Linked DNA regions of Mus musculus: region 1 is linked to region 2. Evidence: chromatin contacts called from public promoter capture Hi-C data. All regions are on one chromosome and are shown on one strand. Each heading gives the region's core, a stretch centred on a gene start, on an enhancer-like site or on the middle of the called end of the contact. The rest is flanking DNA. Distances are from core to core; before and after follow the strand shown.

Evidence for each region. Promoter capture Hi-C pulls out the DNA fragments that hold promoters and counts their contacts.
Region 1: a promoter capture Hi-C map of pre-B cells shows a contact between it and region 2, with 2.1 times the contacts expected there. The contact joins the promoter of Hivep1 here to the promoter of Ranbp9 in region 2.

The regions. Positions count from the first base shown.
Region 1 is chr13:42,050,346-42,055,735 of GRCm38.p6, reverse strand. Hivep1 (human immunodeficiency virus type I enhancer binding protein 1) reads right to left here and starts at 3,715. Exons shown (of 9, transcript NM_007772.2): 1 at 3,646-3,715; 2 at 194-336. The coding sequence starts at 233. It overlaps Gm28707 (a long non-coding RNA gene), which reads right to left. Exons shown (of 2, transcript XR_001780922.2): 2 at 5,169-5,390.
Region 2 is chr13:43,478,639-43,483,719 of GRCm38.p6, reverse strand. Ranbp9 (RAN binding protein 9) reads left to right here and starts at 2,747. Exons shown (of 14, transcript NM_019930.2): 1 at 2,747-3,308. The coding sequence starts at 2,792.

The DNA.
Region 1 (5,390 bases), core at 2,466-4,965, 1.4 Mb after region 2:
TAATTCTTGAGGGATTAATTCATCCAGCAGGTAAGGGACAGTTACTATACAAGACAAAGAGGAATGAGGCATAATGGTGCTGGCCATGAAGCAGGGTCAGTGCCTAAGGAGGCCACAGGCATTCCTGGTACCAGCAATGCACTTGATGATGGGGGTCACTGGAAGCCTTTCTTCACTGAACACAGAGCCTTACCTCTGAGATTTCTGGGATGAATCTGCTTCGTGCGAGGCATTTTCTTAGATTTAAGAGCTCCCTTTTCTTCTTAGAAACTGTTGGAAGAGCAGGTTACAAAAGGCTGGCTCCATGTACTCGTTGGCCATCAGTTAATCCACATGCTGCAAAGAAAAAGATAAAAGCAGTAAATCTCACCACCGTCAAAAGAGAAGGACACTTCAAAAGGTAGGGGCTTAGAGCAGTGCTGACCTAAGCTCAATAGAAGGTAACCTCTGCAAGCACCATTCGCTTTTAACTAAACATAAGCCAGGTCATCTTGCCATAAGACGGGCCACTCTCTAGGTCCCCTTGTTGAGAAAACAGGTGGAAAAAAAAGTCTCTAGACATTAGTTAGATGAGAATGAGAATGCTCACTTTAGAACAGCACTGCTAGTTACAATGAAAGTTAGTGTAAGGTGACAGTTATGCTGTATACATATGGTCATTTATAAGGGAAGCCCAATGTCCTGGCCATGTCACTTCAGTTGACTCAGTTAACATGCACAGTTGCAATGGTGGCTGTTCCCCAGTGATGGCTGACATGCCTTGGCGGGACTGCACATGCCTGTGATCAGCGGCTACATGTTGACCTTTGAGTAGACCACAGACATGCCTCGAATCCATGTTGGCGCACTTAGTTATCAAAGCAAGATATTCCAGAGCATTCTGTCCCCTCTGGCACAGGCCAGGCACTGTTCCAATCAGCATGTGTGACTAAAAAAGTTGCATTGCCAGTGACACAAGATGATCACGCTGCCTAAACAAAAAGCAGTCCTTTGTTGACTTAAGCATCTGAGGCTTGGGAATTACTTGTTACTGCAGCACAACCTAGTCTGTCCTGACTCTGCTTTTTCAAGCTGAAATGCATCATGCCAAGACCCAACAGGCATGTCCAACCTACAGCCCAAGGACTAAGTCTGACTGAAGATCTCTACTCATGCTGCCTTTACTAATGCTGCCTAACACAAAATAGTAAACTTACTTAAAACATTACAAGATTTCTTTTGAGATTTTTTTTTGTAACTCTGTTGCAAGGTCCTCCAGCCTATGTTGCAATGCCAAAAGGTTGAACGTGCCTGAAAGTTAACCACCCATCTGTCCAAATCAGCAACCTCCCTCTCTCCTCTTCCACTAGATTCTTTCTCAATAATCAGTTAAAAGTTTAGCTTCAACTTCCTGCAACAGTGCTGATAAGCAAAGCCCATTAAGCAGGCCCTATGGGGTGAAACCAAGTTTAATCACTAAGCAAACACAATAGACTAAGGATGCTTTTGTTTAAAACCTCTCATATCTATTACTGTACACGACACAAGAGAACACTTATTGGGTTTACTGTAGAGTTTCTACTTATCACCTAATTTAATCCTAACAACCGAATCAACTGCTCAAACTCAGCCATTTTACAGAGGTAGGGGAAAAAAGTTTTGGGAGAGATTAAAAAAAAATTAACAACTCCAATTCATCCATTTTACAAAGAGAAAACAAAACAAAAAACAAAACAAAACAAAAAAAAAACAAGTTTAGAGAGAGATTATGAAATCTTCCTCAGAACGTGGCCCCACATGACACCTTGCCCATTTCCTCTGAGAAGATAACATTTACCTACCAAGGACAATCCCCTCCCAAAGGGATGAATGACACAGCAAATCATGAAGACATACTTTGGAATCAAACCTGACCAGGTTCAAGGCCAGGCTTTACCCCATTCTGTGTGGCCTTGTTCAAGGTACTTAAGCTCTCAGAAAAGAAGATCAGATTTCCCAAGCTGTAAAATCAGGAAACATTATCCACCCCAAACGGGCTAAGGACTGAGGAGTAAGCTACACAATGTAGAAGCTTTGCCTACCACATGAAAATGCTGAAATATTAATTCCCTGGAAGAACGCCTCTAAGGTAAAGAACATGTATCCCAGACTAAGGTTTTAGATGTATGTTTTCACTTTAGTTAAAACGCATAAGGAAAAGGCGGCTATTACCGTGCTTGCGACTGTAAGCAACACGGCTCTTAACACGGCTATTAGTCGGCATAACACAAACTATCCCCAATCTAACGCCAGGGGAAGAATAAGAAACAGGACGGTCAATGATGGGTGAAAGATAGAGCTCCTCAACTCCCCCTACCACAGAGGCATCAGCTATAGCATCCAAAAAGGTTTTGACTGCACAGAGAATTTAAAGATAAAGCTGTAAGTGTTCCGTTCCGTATTAAAACTAAAGCTTTTAAGCGGTCACGATATTACGAAGTTTTTAAAGCGTGAACTCGGATTGTAAGCCGATCACGTGACCTCCCACAGCTCCCAAGCTTAAATGTTAAAATATGCAAATTCCCAACCTGTAACAGCTTTGTGCGACCCGGTTTTGCAGCCTCCAGCCCCCCTGTCCCTAGCTGTCCAGCCCACATTTAAATCCGCGGTGGAGAAGTGGTTATTTTCAAAGACGACAGCACCACCGTGGCGACTAGGACCAGTGATCGACCATTCTTTCTCGAGAAAGAAATACATACTACAAGGTGCAAAAACAGGACACAATCAAAAAAGCGTAAAGACAGTCACAAGGAGAAAAAACATGAATGAATGTGGAGGGCGGAGCCTGGGAAAACCCCTCTGCAACGCTGCACTGAACAAAGCGCTTCGCATGCCAGAAGGAGGGGGGAATGGAAGTGCCAGCTCCGGAAGGAGCCTAGAGTGGATGCGGAGAGCAGGAGGAGGAGGAGGAGGAGGACAGAGTCGGCGAGAGCAGCAGCCTTGAGACTCCTCCTCGCGCCAGCCTCGCCACAGCCCCCTCCCCTCTCTAGCCGCAACTCCGGCTGGAGCCCGACCCCGCGGCGAGCCCAAGCCGCCCCGCGCCCCTACCCACCGGCCCCGACCCACCAGCGGCGGGCGCGCGCCCTACGGGGAGGGAAACTACCCAGGTGGCCCGGAGTAAACAGGCACTCCGGGCAAAGACCGAAAGGGAAAGCGAGCCACAAAGCCGGGAGGTGCGGAAGCCGCGGCCTGGTCTCCCGCAGCCCCGCCGAGCCCTCCTGCGAGAAGCGGCCGCGGCGACCAGGAGGCCGGCCCTCCGTACCTGCTGGGCTCGCAGGACCGCAGCTCCCGCCGCCCGTGCGGCCAGGACCCGCCGAAGTGGCAAGCGGCTCCCGCACGCAGCATCCCCTCCGCAAGGTCGGCGCCGGCACACGCGCACACACTCACTCACACGCACACCCGCGCGCCCGCCCGCCAGGGGGAGGTGGTCCCGGCCCCCGCCCCCCGCGCCGCGCTCTCCCGGGTGCAGCGCCCCCACCGCCGCGCCCGGCCCCGCACCCGTCGGGAACTGCGCTGCACTTGACAACCGGGACATCAGCACAAGCGGAGCCTCCTCCCGACGGGCACCGAGGCGCGAGCTGGGCGCGGGAGGGACCGAGTGGAACCCGGCGGGAGAGCGGCCTTTACCTCTCCCGGGTGTCCGTGAGGACGGCTGGCAGCGCGAGGGCGGCCAGGGCGAAGGTCGGCGGCTTCCCCCCGCGCGTGGGCGGGGCAGCAGGGGATCCCCGGGGGCGGCGGGGCGGGGGCTGCGGCGGGAGGGCGGGCTCCTGTGAAGCCGGCCCGGGGCCCCCTGCCGCCCCGCCCGCCCGCCCGCCCGCCGCAGGCCCCGCCGCGGGGACCCAGGACGCAGGAGGAGGCGCGGCCCGAAGGGCGGGGCGGGGCGGGGCGGCAGCGGAGGCGGGGCTCCGCGGCCCGGGGAAGCCCGGCCGGGCCGCAGTCGGGGGCGGTTGGCCCGGGAGGAGGGGCGGGGCCGGGCGGGGCCGGATTCTCTTTACCGTCTTTTGACTTTCTAGAGCAGGCTGTGGGCCGGCCCGGTGACGTCATGGTGTCTCCCAGCCCCGCCCCTCGCCCTGGCCCTGGTAGGGAGGAGGAGGAGGAGGAGGACCCTGGAGGGAGGGGGGACCCCAAGGGGGTTTCCTCTGCTCCGCGTAGAGGGAAGGGGAAAATCATAGTGAAACTTGAAACGCATTAACTTTAAAAAATAACTTTTAAAAAAGAGAGAGAGAATGAAAGGGGGCTGGGTTGTTGACTTGGAGGGTCAGAGGGGACGTGTTATTAAGCCCTAAACTGAAACCACTTTTTTGGTGGCGGATGTTCTATTAAAAGACCGAGGAAAGCCAAGGTTATTCCGGAGAGAGCCGGTGCTTCCCAGAGCCTAAGCAGCGGCGAGCGCAGTTAACCCCTCCTTAGCTGCCTGTCAGCTGGGGACTAACCCGCGAGGGAACTTTGGAAGCCGAAGAGGGGGTGCGGGGCGGAGCCACCCAGCAGGCTTCTGGAACTCTGGGGGAGTGAACAGGGAAGACAGACTAATTTATTACAAACCAGAGTTTGACCCCGGCTGCTAGAAAGCGTTAGAGAACGGGAACTGGAAACTTCTGGAAATATCAGGAGAGCTGACTCTGGGGAACGAAGCAGGTTTTCAAGGGTAGGCATAATACTAGCAGTTTGAACTTAAAAATTACACGCATCCACAAAAAAAAAAAAAAGCCGATAGAAGATTGTACGGGCCACCTCAAAGTTGGAAAGAATAAGGTGTTAAAAAAAAAAAGGCGCAAAACAAAAATATTCTTTGTTAAGCGATCATACGCCCACTAACAGCTGACCATCTGTGCAAACTTGTTTTGCTCCCTTAGGCTTTCATAAAGATGTCCAGGTCGTTCCTGCTAACGGTTGACCCCTAAAATCCCCCGAGGAAGTCCTACCTCTAGCTTGCTGGAGCTAAGAAAAGCACAAAGCCCCAGAATGGAAATTATTAAAAATGGAATACTTGGTAATGGCAAGCTTAGAGCCAAAAATAATGTTTTGCAGAGGAAGAAAATATGCCTACCAAAAAGTAAATTTGGTCATAGGAGCAAAGATTATGCAGCTAGAAAGCTCGGGTGGTGGGTAATACTATGTCAGCCTTACAATGAAAGAGTACCATTTTAATATTCCAGTAAGATGTCTTCTATTTTATTAAATGAAATACCCAATGGGTAGGATTCATAAAACATATAATGTAGTTCCCCTCCCCCAGCCGAGCTGTTTGAACCAAAAGATAAACATGCAGACATAGATAATGTGTTAAGATTAAAAACAAAAAGTCTTCAGAAGTCGAGTTTTTGTTACTTGAAACAGAAAGAGAAGAAAAAAAAGTTAAGTGCCAGAGAGAA
Region 2 (5,081 bases), core at 1,498-3,997:
CAGTGTGTGCCCATGCAAGCGGCCTCTAGGGAGTGTGTCTGAAATTGGGCCTGAGATCCACCGACTAGCTTGAGAGGGGTGGGGAATGGTGCCTTTATCTAATTGCTTGGCTCTCTTTTGGCAATTCCACTGCCAGAAAGGGAGGCTTTTAGAGGAAAAACAAGAAAAATTGCACAGATAGGCAGCGTGTGCTTCTGTAACCGTAATCCCATTATGAGGTATATGGATAATTTCTTCAACTAGTCTCTTCATGTTGGGCATTTCAGTTACTTCCATGCATTCCCTTACCATGAATATTTCCGCACTTCCCTTTTGTTGCTCGGCTTTTACTTTTCACTCTCTGCTTATTAATAAGTAAGGGTATGCGTGTGCATATGTGTGTGTGCTCCCAAATATAGAGAGGCCAGAGTCGGCTTCAGGTGTTTTTCTTCAGGAGCTATCCACTTTAGGTTTTGAAACAGGATCTCTTACTGTTCTGGAACTTACCCAGTAAGCTAGATTTGCTTGTCATCCAGCCCCCCCAGGGACGCTCTTGTCTCTGTCTCTCCACTGGGATTACAAGTGTGGGCCACCGCACCCCACTTTTTAATCGGGACTTGAACTCCGGTTTTCAAGGTTGTACAGCAAACACTTTACCAACCGAGCCATCTCCGGAGTCTGGTTTTTAATTTTTTGAACGGAGAAGTCAAAAGGTACGGTTATCTTATCTACCACACTGATATCCCCAAAGGTTCTCTGCTTCTGCTGATGTGGGAAAGTGCCGTTTTACAATGTTCCCTTACAGTTCATTAATCTGTTGACACCGACTGGAGGACAACCAGTTTCTCCAAGAAAAAGATTTTGACAAGGTTTCAGAAGGTTCCATTCCCTTAACAGTGCCTAGGGTATGTAAAAAGTTCTAAGTGCCCTGACAGAAAAATTTCATGACTAAAATCTTTTTTTCTTAATATTTATTTATTTATTATTTATATAAGTACACTGTAGTTGTCTTCAGACACACCAGAGGGGCCATCAGACCCCAGTACAGATGGTTGTGAGTCACCATGTGGTTGCTGGGAATTGAACTCAGGACCTCTGGAAGAGCAATCGGTGCTCTTAACTGCTGAGCCGTCTCACCAGTCCATGTGTAAAATCTTAATGAATGTCAAGGTTGTTTGATGAGGCTTGGAGCCCGTGGGGTCCATCTTGGCTACCAATATGTAGAACATGGCTTCCATTGAACTCCTTTTATTTTAGTATAAACGAAAGTTTTAGTGTTTTTTAAATTCAGTGGCGTCATGTAAACATGCTGTGATTTGTTAAAAAAAATGTAGAGCCGAGGTTAGAGTTATGGGGCATTTTATTACTAATGAACAATGGAGTGTCTAGTGTGGGTAATTTAAGATGGAAATTAGGCAGAAGGACTGCTACAACTGGCTAGGCGCTATGTCCATGGGAGTCTTCGATTAAGTCACCATTGACCCATTCGCTTCAAAAACAAAATAACTAGTTCTCTATTAACCAACCATTCCATGCTTATACGGTCCAATCAGAGCCAGCATATCATCTCCGGAAGCTAACACAGCATCGGAATCTGTACCATGTAGATTATGGGAGTGAAGCCTGATTTTTGCCGGGCTAAGGAAAGGGTAGGTTAAACAAAGGGAAGTGCCGAAAACAGACTAGTAATGCTATGTGGGGGTCAGAGAGCAACACTTGGCAAATTGTGCCACACGGGTTGACCAAGCACTCTACTGAGAATTGCAAAGTAGGAAGTCTCCTTTTTTAAAACTCTGCTGACCTCAGTAAATATTTCCATGTTTAAAAAAAAATGGGCATAATTCTCTGCTACCTAACAAAGAGGCCTATGATGAGAATTAATGAGCTTATAAAATGTTTTGACGTCTGTCTCCAGAAGCCCTTCCTAAACGCTCACACAGTTCGCATTCCTGCCCTTTGACGATCTGCCCGTCTTGATTGGTATTCCTAACGTGGCTGTTTCTCCCCCATTAAGTTCACTCGGACTCCTCATAAATTAATTAATTAACGAGAGGGTCACTCATGAAGCGGGAGACTTCGCCTTCAGAAATGGTTTCCAAGGGCCCTTTATTGACCCGCTAGCTAGGCGGTAAGGCGTTAGAAACCCCGGGCTCAGCTCCCGGCGGCGCAGCAGGGCTCGATTGCTCTCGCCTGGGCGCGCTGCGGCCTCCCGGCGGCTGAGGGGGACGGCCCGTCGAGACGCGACGAGGCCGCCGGTCGGCGCAGCTAGGATCCCGCAGCCACCGGAGGCCCGCGGCCGAACCCGCGCCCGCGTCCTCGCCCGCGCCGGCGAGCCCCAGGCCGCGGAGAAGGCCGTCCGCGCGCGCACCAGGCCCGCCCCTCGCGCCGCGGCCCGCCTCCTCGCCTGGCGCCGCCCGCGCGCAGCGTCTCGCGCCGCCCGCCCGCTCGCTCGCCCGCCGGGAAACAGCCGCGAGAGCAGCGGCCGCCGCGGCCGCTCGCACCTCCTCGCAGTCTCTCTTCCCCGCTTCACCGCGTCGCCCAGGGCCGCGCGCCCTTCCGCCCGCTCCCCTCGCTGTCCCACCGCATCGCTCCCGGTCGCGTGCCCGCCAGCGCCTGGCCAACGCTCCCTCGCGCCCGCCCGCGGTCGGTCTCCTCAACCGCCGCGCTCCGCCGGGCCGCGCGGCCCGCCGCCTGCTTCCGGGGCGGGCGGACTCTGGGCGCCTGGTGCCGGCGGCCGCAGCGACAGCGCCCCCGGGAAGCGCAGGAGGAAGCAGGGACGAGTGGAGGTGCCGCAGGCTGAGTCGCGGCCGGGATGTCCGGGCAGCCGCCGCCACCGCCGCCGCAACAGCAGCCGCCGCCGCCGCCGCCCGCCGCCGGGGCCCCGGGCTCCGGAGTCGCCCTGCCCGCGGCCGCGGCCGCCAGCGCCGGCTCCTCCCCGGCCGGCTCGCCCGGTGGAGGCTTGGGGGCCGCAGCGGCCGCCCTGCTGCTCCACCCGCCGCCGCCGCCGCCGCCTCCCCCGGCCACCGCCGCGCCGCCGCCCCCCGCCTCGGCGGCCGCCCCCGCCACCGCGCCGCCCGGCCTGGCGGTGGGCCCCGGCCCGGCCGCAGGCGTCCCGGTCCCGGGCCTGGCGGCGGGCAGCAGCGCCGCTGCCCCTTTCCCGCACGGCGACTCGGCCCTCAACGAGCAGGAGAAGGAGCTGCAGAGGCGGCTGAAGCGCCTCTACCCGGCTGTGGATGAGCAGGAGACGCCGCTGCCCCGGTCCTGGAGCCCGAAGGACAAGTTCAGCTACATCGGCCTCTCGCAGAACAACCTGCGGGTGCACTACAAAGGTACGGGGCGCGGGGTCCGGCGGAGAGATCGGACGGTGCGGGGCGAGGCTCTGGGCGAGGGAAGGTGAGAGTGGGGTCCCAGGTGGGAAGGAGCTGGGATCCCTAGGCCCGGAGCTGGACGCTTTGAGGGAATCCGGGATGACCAGACACATCGCACCTTCTGATTTCCTGGAGATAAATCTATGGGCCGGAGTTGGGTTACATTGTTCTCCAGGTGGAGGGTCAGGCCATCTCCTCTTACGCAGCAGGGGTGAGAGGCACGATTCCGAGGTACAGTTTCTAATTAAGGGAGAACAGAGATCCACAGGAGGGGGAGGGAGGCGTGATCAGTGGAGGATTTGTCCCAAATTAGGCCAGAGATTGTCTAGGGGGACAAAAGGACAAGGGGCCCAAGTTGGCCATCATTGCACCTTACTGAAAGCAACTGGGAGAGGAACCTCAGGATTCCCTGTTTTCTTCGGGGAGCAGACCCCCCCCCCCTCCGGATTGGAAATGCCCCGTGTTTCCGGGTTGGTGTTACATGAAGTTTTGTTGAAAACAAGGGTTTTAAAACATACCGATTAGCATTTTCAAAAACAAAAAACAAAAAAAAAAAAACCAAAACTGGCTTATATTTTGCACCTGCAGTTAACAAAGTTAACCACCTTAGGCTGCTGCTTTCTCCCATCCCCACTTTTTCCTAGGTTAAAACAAAGCTTTAAGCAAACTGGTTGTATAGAAGATTATAAATGCCAGTAAGGGGTTTTTGAAATGTAGCTCAGATTAATGGCATACGTCAAGTTTAGCTGTGTGGAAGGGGCAAAGAAAAAAATGCAGTGGTATCAGTTTGAACACAGTCGGTGTTTTAGGCCCTAAATCTAAAGCAGAGGATTTTACATTCTAAGCAGGCTCATTTTGATTGGCTCTAAAGGAAGGGTCTTTGGCTCCTAGTGAGGATATAAACAACCTTGCTGTAAGATTCTGAAAGAATTCAGAACAGGGTTTGCGAAGACTCTTGACAAATCGGCTACTATTTAATTAGAAACGCTTATGGCAACAGAAATCTGCTGAATGCTTTGGCTGTAAAGAATCTACACAAAGATGGGCCTTGTTGAACATTCCTTTTTATTCTTGCCATAGATCCAAAGAAGTACTTATTATTTTGAACGTTATGTTCCTTGGTGTAAGTGGCTGAAAATTTCAAAATACTGAAGTTTTTTTTTTCTTCTTCCTTTCAGTTAGGACATTTTGTTGCTTTCCTTGTAGATTGTTACTTAATTTTGTTTTTAAATTTGTGTGAACAGTGAGTGCTATGTTATGAAGTGTTTACTTCTGTTTTGGCAGCCAGAATGCTTTTGTTAGATTTGACAAAACTTTATTATTTTAAATTTGTAGTTTATAGTAAATAAAAAGCTTGTAAAGGCAGAGACTGTGTGTGTAGGGGAGATTAGTGAACAAAGAATCCTAGCTTTCCTGAGTTCTAGCAGTCACTGGTGATACTAGGTATGTCACAAGAGAGGGCCTCAGCCTCTTCTGAGTGATGTGGGAGTCCAGCTGGGTACTCGGTAAGGAATTTTCGCTTAAAACTCGTGATTATGGCTTACTTAGCCTTGTGATACACCTTGCTTAGTCGTGTTTACTTCTTTTATGTAAAATGAATCATCTGGGCCAGAGCCAAATGCATGCTTGTGTGCTTGGGGTTCCAATGTTAGGATACTGTTGTCGCAGTTACTCTTTCTGTCGGCCTTTTTATTACACTGTGTTGTGTAACATTGAGATTCACTTTCTGGAAAC